Linked DNA regions of Mus musculus: all the other regions are linked to region 1. Evidence: chromatin contacts called from public HiChIP or PLAC-seq data. All regions are on one chromosome and are shown on one strand. The core of a region is the stretch at or near the end of the contact, and the rest is flanking DNA. Distances in the headings are between cores, read along the strand shown.

Evidence for each region. HiChIP or PLAC-seq counts read pairs in DNA pulled down with a chosen protein or histone mark.
Region 2: a contact with region 1 is called in a FOXA1 HiChIP or PLAC-seq map of pancreatic cancer cells. The contact joins two enhancer-like sites. A contact is called at or near these places in 4 of 484 Hi-C or Micro-C datasets (embryonic stem cells, liver and nephron progenitors) and 1 of 115 datasets of contacts at active chromatin or transcription factors (pancreatic cancer cells).
Region 3: an HNF4G HiChIP or PLAC-seq map of pancreatic cancer cells shows a contact between it and region 1. The contact joins two enhancer-like sites. A contact is called at or near these places in 2 of 484 Hi-C or Micro-C datasets (liver and stem cell-derived neural stem cells) and 2 of 115 datasets of contacts at active chromatin or transcription factors (double positive thymocytes and pancreatic cancer cells).

What each region holds. Positions count from the first base shown.
Region 1 is chr1:91,690,856-91,694,206 of GRCm38.p6, reverse strand. No RefSeq gene overlaps it. Among named protein-coding and RNA genes, the nearest start is that of Gm28380, 81 kb to the right of the region's middle. Within about 2 kb of position 1,291, at least 38 of the 459 cell types and tissues checked have an H3K27ac peak or open chromatin away from gene starts, as enhancers often do. A contact at or near this core is called in pancreatic cancer cells, where this site is marked.
Region 2 is chr1:91,856,590-91,859,893 of GRCm38.p6, reverse strand. No RefSeq gene overlaps it. Among named protein-coding and RNA genes, the nearest start is that of Gm46242, 21 kb to the left of the region's middle. Within about 2 kb of position 1,398, at least 58 of the 459 cell types and tissues checked have an H3K27ac peak or open chromatin away from gene starts, as enhancers often do. A contact at or near this core is called in pancreatic cancer cells, where this site is marked.
Region 3 is chr1:91,881,196-91,884,617 of GRCm38.p6, reverse strand. No RefSeq gene overlaps it. Among named protein-coding and RNA genes, the nearest start is that of Gm46242, 3.2 kb to the right of the region's middle. Within about 2 kb of position 1,342, at least 12 of the 459 cell types and tissues checked have an H3K27ac peak or open chromatin away from gene starts, as enhancers often do. A contact at or near this core is called in pancreatic cancer cells, where this site is marked.

The DNA of each region.
Region 1 (3,351 bases), core at 42-2,541:
TGATTATATCACTAGGTCCCCCTACTCCCCTTGAATACAACTTCCAGCCCCTGATCAGTTGCCCCTTCTGGATCTCTAGTCTAGTCCTGGCTGAGCCAGGCTGAGCCTTTCCATAGAAACCTGCTTCTCCAAGCCTCTGACTCCCCTGAAACTCCATCTCTCCTCCTACAAGAGCTGCAATGCCAAAGCCACTGGGAGATGGATTAAGGTGGGTGTGGCTTTTCAGGTCCTTCAGTTTGTCTCTACATCTCTGGACCCACAGTAGCCTCCCCCCCATGTCTCTCCTTCCATCTCTGCTGCCACCAATGTCACTTAGCAAGTGTCAGGCAGGGGTGGGAATGGCCGTAGGCCTTAGCAGTCATTTCCTTTGTCATCACCTGGGAGGAACTGCATGTTCCCTGTGGAGAGGAGCCCTCTTGGTGCCTTCTCCACCCAGGAGCCCAAGACACTCACCCACAAGCTCCCTTCCCCTATGATGCCTGTCCTGTGGTTCCAGCCCTGCTCAACCTGGCGCATGTGGAGGTCTCCCCAGCACAGCAGTGCCCAGCTGTAGGCAGCCTCAAATCGCAGGGCTGTAGAGAAGGTGGTCCCTGAGAACACACCTCTGTGAAAATACCTTCCCTTGAGGTTGCTTGCAGGCCTTTAACTCCCAGGTAGAAATAAATTGTTCTAATTCACAGCCTCAGTCCCCCACTGACCTAGGAGGAAGAGACAACTCAAATGGAAAGGCCAAGACCCTCTGGTCCAAAGAGTACGTCAGGAGACTGAAGACCATCCGTTCAACTCCTGACCTACAGGGGAAGTCCCAGGCAGATTCTTTATAATTAATCCTACTTAACTCTTGCAAGGTGATGACAACAGAACTCGGTTTATGATCTCATTTATCACCCTCCCTGTCACTAAAATATGAGATGCAAATGCCCCACCTAAATATTTGAAGAGAAGCCAGTGAGCGAGGATGAATTCCCTGCTTAGCAGCATTGGCTAGAGACCATCGCTACGGGGTGCTCTCTGGGCTGGCCTCCCCTCATGTCATCTGGGGTTTGCTACAGAACAAGAGAGGAAATGGACAAGAATGAGAGTTTTGTCTTGGGACTCTAGCTCTTCCTAAGCTAACACAAAGGCATGTGCATCATTGCTACATGGTAGGAGATGAAAATGATGAGCTCTGCTGGTGTCTTCAAACAAAAATGGCAATTGTTTGCCAGGGGGAGGGGAGCATTTGTGAGCTTTCAAAACTCTGAAAAAGGAGAATAAACATTTCCGTGACTCGTGGATGAGTCACTGTGAATCGCATGCCTGACCTCTGCAAAGTGGGTTCTGGCTGTGGTGTCTCAGACTAGCCCACAGTCCTACCCTGGGCTCTGAGCTAGCTCCTAAGCCAGTTGATCTAGGAATGACAGCAGCAGATACACAGAGAGAAGGAGGTATCTGTGTGTGCAGCCCCATGTTGTGCCTAGCTCTTCTATAAGAAGGTAGAAAACTAGTGCTTTGGGGTGATGCCAGGATTCCTATGGAAAAGACTGTTTGCTGTGATTTCTTTCTCTAGTCACAGAGCTGGACTAACTCAGAATTTGATAGATAAGGGAAAGACCATGGTAACATCAGCCTGGAGCAACCCAGCTTGAAAGCAACTAATGGACAACGTGCACTCAGACTTGTGACTTGGCAGTTACAACTGGTGTCTGTCTTCCTAGTCCCCACTGTCTTCTACTAGAAGAGCCTGTGACTCTATCATAAGGCTTTATCTACAGAGGACACTTGGACTAGGGGAATCAGGGACTCAAGGGTCTTTGGCATGGCCCTCCTGGGGACTAGCAGAAGGTAGTGGATAAATAGCACAGTTGTCTCTGCCTCACTGATTCTAAGGTACATTTTACAGTGGGTCATTAACTCCAGAGGGACTAAACCAAGATGTCCACAGAGGTCATTGGCAACCCTTCTATGAGTTTTCTTCCCATCTCAAGTGGCAATCTCCTGCAGCACTTTCTGGAATAACTATTTGTGTTCAGGTCTTTGTCTCAGGGACTGCATGGTGATTTGAACAAGAACGACCCCTATAAACTCATATATATGAATGTTTAGTCACCAGGGAGTGGAACTATTTGAAAGGATTAGAAGGATTAGGGGGTGTGGCCTTGTTAGAGAAAGTATGTCACTGCTGTTGGGCTTTGAGGCTTCAAAGGCCTGTGTCAGGCCTAGGCTCCCTATGCCTACAAGATCAGGGCTTACTTCTCAGCTACTGCTCCAGCACCATGTCTGCCTGCCTGCTGTCATGCCCCCCACTATGATGGTAATGGACTAACCCTCTGAAACTGTAAGCCAGGCTAGAATGAAATGCTTCCTCTCATAAGGGTGGCCTTAGCCATGGTTTCTCTTCACAGAAATAGAACAGTGACTAAGTCAGTGTGCTATTTGGGAAAACCCACTTGAGAGGAGGCGTTGTGCTTAGCTCAGTGGGTTGAAGGGGGAAAAAAGCCCTGATTCTCCACCTGGAACCTCAAACTCTAAACATAGGGAAGCTGAATTGTGATGGTTTGAAACTGAGGCCAGGATTGACTAAGCACCTTCCAACTATGCTCAGGAAGACCTGTTTCAGTTGGGGTATGACCTCAAGGGATCCCCATGAGCCTATGACAGTCATCCAGCATGCACATACTTGATTCTCAGAGACCGTTGTCTGTAAAACCTTAGCAGCCACTTGCTAGACTCCTGGCTCAGGAGTGTGCTTTAGTCTTCCGGGTTTTGACCTGCATGTCTATGTGAGTATGAGTTAAGTATACAGTCACCGTGACACTTCAGGCCCACAGGAAGCCTACAGCTACAGTTCCCTACTATGTGGCATTGAGTAGCTAACAGGTATACAGTCATAAAGCTAAACCCTGCTCTCTATCTCGAGCTAAAATCATTTTAGTTGTATTTAAAACGATAAGCACTAAATAAAAATAAGATTATAAAAGTTCTAAAAGAAATGTTAGTTAAGTATGTACCCAGCCATAAGATGGGGTAAATAATTTCTTGCATGGTCTCAATGACAAAAAGTATAAAGAGAGAAAACACATAAAAATGTTTGTCTTGCTAGGGTTTTACTGCTGTGAACAGACACCATGACCAAGGCAACTCTTATAAGGACACCATTTAATTGGGGCTGGCTTACAGGTTCAGAGGTTCAGTCTGTTATCATCAAGGTGGGAGCATGGCAGCATCCAGGTAGGCATGGTGCAGGAGGAGCTGAGAGTTCCATATCTTCATCTGAAGGCTACTAGTGGAAGACTGACTTCTAGGAAGCTAAGAGGAGGGTCTTAGAGCCCAAGCCAACAGTGACACACCTACTCCAGCAAGGCCTCACCT
Region 2 (3,304 bases), core at 149-2,648, 170 kb before region 1:
GTGTGGCTGCCAGTCTTCTGCATCTAGGTTTCCTACCCGTGGGCATCTGCATGGATGAGCGCAGGGGCTCAGCTCGGTGTGTCCCCTTTCTGCCTCTTGCTCTGGGGACTCAGTCTGCCTTATGCCTGTCACTAGAGCACTTCTAGGACATAAACACCTCCCCCAATACCATGTCTACACCATTAATAACCCTAATACTAGGAGGTGCTCTCCATCTCCTCAAATAGGGTTTGTTTATTCTTTGGCACAAGTCCTAGTAGTAAATTGAGCACCCCAAGTGGCTCACCTGCTTGCCCAAAGTGACCCCATTGGTCAGTGGCTGTCATTTCCACCTGGGTGCCTTGTTCAATACAACTTCTAATGCCCTTCATTTTCCCCACTGACCCAGCCTGGCCCTGTGGATGGAGCATGCACACGGGCAGATCTGTACGGCAGAAAGCCCTTCTAAGACTTCCGGCAAGCTCTACACTCAACACAGGAGCCAAGCCATGAAGACAGTGAAGATTTATGGGGGATCCTAAGGCCATGTGAACTTATCTTTTTGGCTGGACTCTACATTCCTGGTCATCCCCTGTGGCTCCGTGGGAGCACCTTCCTTTCTTGTCAGTATTTCACACCTCTCCCCTCTGCTCTGCTGGGGTTTGCTTTATAGAAAAATTGTATCATGATCATGACAGTGCTTCTGCAGGGTAAGCTGGTCCATGTGCCTCTGTGTCTGCGCTTTGATCCCCTAGGTCTGTGATTGGCTGGGGCTGAGGATGCTGGGGTGAAATGGGTAGAGTGGTCCTGATCTGGAGGGCTTCAGTCTAGTGGGAGAAGGGCTTCCAGACAGCCCAGTCTGGGCACTGTGGGTGATGAGGCTAGTGCCTGAGCTGTGTGCTGGGTGTGGAGTAGGGCCTTCTAGGCTGGGTGCTATAGGTTATGGGTGGCCTGCTGGGCTGGGCACTGCAGATGAAGGGTGATCAGCTGGGATGGTTGTTGTAGGTGCTGAGACAGCTTCCTAGTCTGGATGCTACAACTGTGGGTCTGTTCTCTTGCATGTTCTGGATGTGGTCCTACTATATCTTCAGCCTCTTAAGTACAATGGGACTAACTGGAACCACAGGACCCTTTTGCTGGGCACCTCCCACGCCAACCCCTGGTTCTGGCACCTATGAGACTGGCTGATCTTCTGGAGATTAGCAAGGGTGGGGTTCATGTGAGTGTGGACAGAGTCCCCCTGTGCTTTGCATCCCAGAGTGTGTAGACACACAGGGACCACATCCAAGAAGCCATACTTGCCAAGCCCTCGGGACCAGGGCTCCATGAGAACCGTTTTTATTGAGGATTGTGGTATGTAGTAGATTGAGAAATTGCCATAGTTGGAAAAACAAGTAGAAAACCTTCCAGAAAGTAAACCCCGAGGAAGGAAGTGCCAGGACAGGGAGTGCTGGACACGTGGGAGGCTCAAGCTCAGTTTCTAGGGGAGCGCTGGGCCATGCAGGTCCCAGTGCCTTCGGATTTGGCCTGGTGGCAGTTCTCGCTGTATTTAAGGTCTAAGATATTCTTTGATTAATTTCCGTGGACTTCACTAGAGTTACAACAGCAAGTCCCTGAGCACTAATTAAGGAAGAGAGGCGGACAGTGACTCATGCTGGAAAGAACCCTCTCCCAGCCCTAACAAAGTGTCTCAGGTCCTCACAGTGGGAACGGCCTCTGATCAAGGCAGCTCTGGATTTAGGTCAGCAAGATAATGGTCAGAGATCTTACTAGCCCCCCACCCCCACCCCCTGTGTGTGTGTGTGTGTGTGTGTGTGTGTGTGTGTGTGTGTATGTGTGTCTTACGTATTGTGTGAGTCTGTCTTTGTGTCTCCTCTCTATCTGCTTATGTGTGTGTGTCTGTTTCTGTATGTCCTTCTGTTCGTCTCTCTCTGTGTTTCTGTTTCTCACTGTGTGTATGTACATATCTGTGGATCTGTGTCGGTGTGCCCCCTCCCCCCGTGCCTGTTGGTCTCTATCTTGCTGTGTCTCTGTGTCTGTCTGTCTGTCTGCCTGCCTATTCCCCCCCCCACCTGTCTCTGTATTCACTTACAGGCTCCAGGCTCCAATTGTGTGTCCCCCAGAAGAGCTGACAGGGGCACCTGGCATGGCTTCTTACACAGTTCTCCTGCTGGAGACCAACAGAACCTTCTGGTGCTTGAACTCAGGGCCTCACACACGCAAGGCAGGCTCCCACCGAGCTGTGACTCAGCTGTTCCAGATCACAAGTCCATGACCAGGGATCTGCCACCACCTAGGTTGGAAGTCACAGCATCCATCTGGCCCCAACCACGAAGGGCCATTTTGGCTGACCAAACCTTTTCTTGAAAGCTTGGGTGGTAAGAAGGAGAGCAGAGGTCGTTGCTTCAGTCACATGCTGGGGAAGGTTGACAAGGCACAAGTAATTCTTATCCAACATAGAAGCAGAGTGTGCCAAAAATGAGAGCAAATTCAAGGGTGTATTTTCTCTCCAAGTGAGAAGTAGCTTGGAGCCTTTCCTGCCATGTGACTAGATTCTGGCTATGGATCTGACCTGGGAGGCCACAGAGGACCCACAGCTTGGGATTCCTTTAGGAGCCAAGACTGAGCAGCAAGTGTGGACATTATTCCCAGTAGAACTTGGTCTTGGGCAGACAAGGAGCTGAGTCTGCTGGTACAGTGTGTTGCTGTGCATCAGAACTAGAGCCCTGTCATCTGGGTGACGTCCAGAGTATGACATTCTCACAGGCTGTCTGCCTTCGGCCTCCATTCCTGTAAACACTTTGCCTATAGATAAGAACCAGCTTGCTGTTTAGCCGAAGGGAATAAATCTTCTTTAGACCAGGAAGGGACCCCATGGTTGAATCTTGACAGCTGGGCAAAGTACAAGTGCAGAGAATGTTGCTGTGAGCAGGGACAGCCAATGAAAGCACCAGGCCACACAGGGCTAACAACTCAGCCAGGGACAGAGATGGGCCTATCTGCCAAGCAGCGTGCTGGAGACCAGAGACTCAGGAGGGAACGCATATGTGGTCAGGTCCCCACGGGGTGAGAGTTGACAGACAAGCAGGGCAGAAAAGCACACAGACTACGTCCCCTTGTTCTCTTGGGTCTCACAAAGGGCAGTGGTGGAGAAGCTTTGCCAGCAAGCACAGGAACTTTGGGAGAAGATTTGAGAAGATGTTTAAATTGTAAGGCCTTCTATTGATCATATAGCAGTCATAATCCCAGATCACCCAACACTGAAGCTGCCTTTGAGCCCCAGCTTCCCCATGGGAGTCACTCTCCTTTATTTAGTTTTAGTTAA
Region 3 (3,422 bases), core at 93-2,592, 190 kb before region 1:
AGAAGGTATATTCTTTTGCTTTAGGATGAAATGTTCTATAAATATCTGTTAAATCCATTTGGTTCATAGCTTCTGTTAGTTTCACTGTGTCTCTGTTTAGTTTCTGTTTCCATGATCTGTCCATTGCTGAGAGTAGGATGTTGAAGTCTCCCGCTTTTATTGCATGGGACGGGATGTATGCTTTGAGCTTTACTAGTTTCTTTTATGAATGTGGGTGTCCTTGCATTTGGAGCATAGATGTTCAGAAATGAGAGTTCATCTTGGTAGATTTTTTCCTTGACCAGTATGAAGAGTCCTTCCTTATCTTTTTTTGATAACTTTTGGTTGAGAGTTGATTTTATTTGAAATTAGAATGGCCATTCCAGCTTGTTTCTTGGGACCATTTGCTTGAAAAATTGTTTTCCAACCTTTTACTCTGAGATAGTGTCTGTCTTTGTCACTGAGGTGTGTTTCCTGTATGCAGCAAAATGCTGAGTCCTGTTCATGTATCCAGTTTCTTAGTCTATGTCTTTTTGGGGGGAACTGAGTCCATTGATGTTAAGAGATATTAAGGAACAGTGATTGTTACTTCCTGTTATTTTTGTTTTTAGAGGTGGAATTATGTTTGTGTTGCTATCTTCTTTTGGGTTTGTTGAAAGATTACTGCCTTGCTTTTTCTAGAGTGTAGTTTCCCTCCTTGGGTTGGTACTTTCCATCTATTATCCTTTGTAGGGCTGGATCTATGGAAAGCTATTGTGTAAATTTGGTTTTGTCCTGGAATACCTTGGTTTCTCCATCCATGGTAATTGAGAGATTTGCTGGGTGTTCTTACGGGCTTTTTAATCACTCCATTTCAGGTTTTTTTTTTTTTTTTTTTGGTATTAAAACGCCTTTTGGTACACTATTTAAATTCCCTTTGCTATGCATTTTTGGCAATTTTTCATTTGCTTTTCTTTTGGCCTTAAGAGTTTCCTTAGCATTTATGGGTGGGGCAGGTTTGCAAGTGACAAGTTCTCTTGCTTTTTCTTTTAACGTCTGCGATGTCTCCCTCTTTCTTCTTTTGTGAAGAAAGTACTGTTGACTCCTCTGGCACAGTTTTCATTTTCATTGCTGTGCTTGTCACTCCAGGACCTCCATGTAGCTCTTTCACAAAAGTTAAGATCAAAACAGGTAAGGCATCTGCCAGTGCTGGTGGAGACATGGAGGGAAGGGAAGCCCTGCACACTGTGCTGAGGGTAAATACTTTAGTCACTATGAAGAATGGAATGTCGCTTCCTCAGAAAAACAAACATGTGAAGCTACAGCAAGATCAGCAGTCCCACAGCTGGGCGTACAGCCAAAGAAAACAAAGCAAAATCAGTGTGTCCCCGAGACGTGTGCACACTGGTGTTCACCTGGCACAGTTCTCAAATGGGGTGAACACAGGGCTGCCTGTGTCTATCAAATGACTATTGAATAAAGGAAGCATGGTACTCACTGGCTAGGGAACACCATTCAGCCTTCCTGAGCACGTGGAAGCTTCTACTATGTTGCAGAAGGCAGTAGAGATAGATTTTGTTTTTAGAGAAATAAGGCAGACACAAAAAGGCCAACACTTTGTGCTCTCATGTGTGGGATCTAACCAGGCTGATCTCCCAGTGATGGGCAAAGGCTGGGAGACTAGGAGGCAGGTAGGGATACCGGGACTAGCAGAAGCTAAGCTACAGTTAAGCCAAGCATGGAGGCCTGGTAGATCTTCTGTGTTGCCTCTCCACAGGGTGACCACAGATATCAGTTGTGCATGGTGCCTTTCAGGAGCCTAGAAGGAAGGATGGCTGAAGTCTCTGTCTCCCTGAGCTGACAGCGTGCACCCACTTATCCCAAACCCCGAGAACTGGAAAGTTGCAGACAGTCTGCAGGACTGAGCCCACAGCCCAAGTTACCCATTAGATAAAGTTTGTGTCTTCAGCCAATGAGAAGGGAGATTTAGGAAGGGCAAGTCCTGGCCTATGGGAAGAGAGGACAGGAATTCCTTGTGGTTGGAGAACCTTAAAAACCACTGCCTTGCACCAAATCAGCATGCTGGTCCTATGTACCTTTTCTGGGTCCCTTTCTGAAGATGATATTTTAAAAACAGCTTCATTTTCATGACCCTCTTGAATTTGTAGTTATCTAATTCCCTATATAAGTAACTTTATTTAAACATTGCACATTGTGCACATATGCCAAAATGGCAGTACATTAGTTATTTATTTATATTTTATTTTTTTAATTTTAGTTTCTTGGTTTTTCCACACAGAGTTTCTATGCGCTCTGGCTGTCCTAGAATTCACTCTGTAGACCAGACCAGCCTCCAACTCACAGAGATCCACCTGTCTCTGCCTCCCAAGTGCTGGGATTAAAATTGTGCACCACCACTGCCTGGCACAACTTTTTATTTTTAATGTACCTCTTAAAAATAAGTAGGGGAAAGATCAATCAAAATAAATAAAAATAACTATTTCTATTGATCTTTTGTTTCATTGAGACACAATTATAATTTTTCCTCCAGTTATTTTAATTACTTAAGTAATTAATTCATCCATTAGTTTACATCTCAAATATTGCTCCCCCTCCTCGTCCCTCCCTCACTGATACTTTCATCCTATTCCTCCCCCTCTTCTCCTCTGAGAGGTAGGATTCCCCCCGCCCCGTCAGGTATCCCCCGTGCCCCTGACACATCAAGTCTCTGCCAGATTAGGTGGATCCTCTCCCACTGAGGCCGACAGGGCAGCCATGAGGACTGAGCTTCCTGTCTGCTACATAGGTGCTGGAGGAGGGGGCGGCTTATTCTACCCTATGTATGTTTTTTGCTTGGTGGCTCAGGGGATCCAGGTTTGTTGACTCTGTTGTTCTTCCTGTGGGGTTCCCATCTTCTTCTGGTCCTTCAATCCTTCCCCCAACTCTTCCATAAGTGTCCCCAAACTCCATCTAATGTTTGGCTGTTCCTCCAGCCAGTTTAAATAGTTACATTTTATTTAATATATTTAAAATAATTAACTTAAGTTCTTTATCAAGTCCAATACCTAGGTAGGACACCAGACAGCTTCCTCTGATTTCCCCCACAAAGACCACACTCCCTTACTGCTTTGCCTCATTCGGGAACATTTTAAGGAATATAATTGAAAGAATGCAGTGTTAGCATCTTGCTGCTGCACAGCCACAGCCCCCTTTCACAGATACTGACGGATCCCTACGGAGACGCGTCTGTGAGTCCTTAGCTGACAGGTTTCCAGACTCCAGGATCTCAAACCTGAGACGTTAGTTTATGTTAAAGGGGAGATTGGTGGCCATGAGTCCTGTTCCACCCCTTCCCAGTGTCTGGCGTAGGAATCAGAAAGCCTATCTGCCGGCTCAGACTGGGAACCTCCCCCTCATTCTCAGAGAGCTATAAGAAGGTCCCAAGTACTGTTGGATGAGCCCTG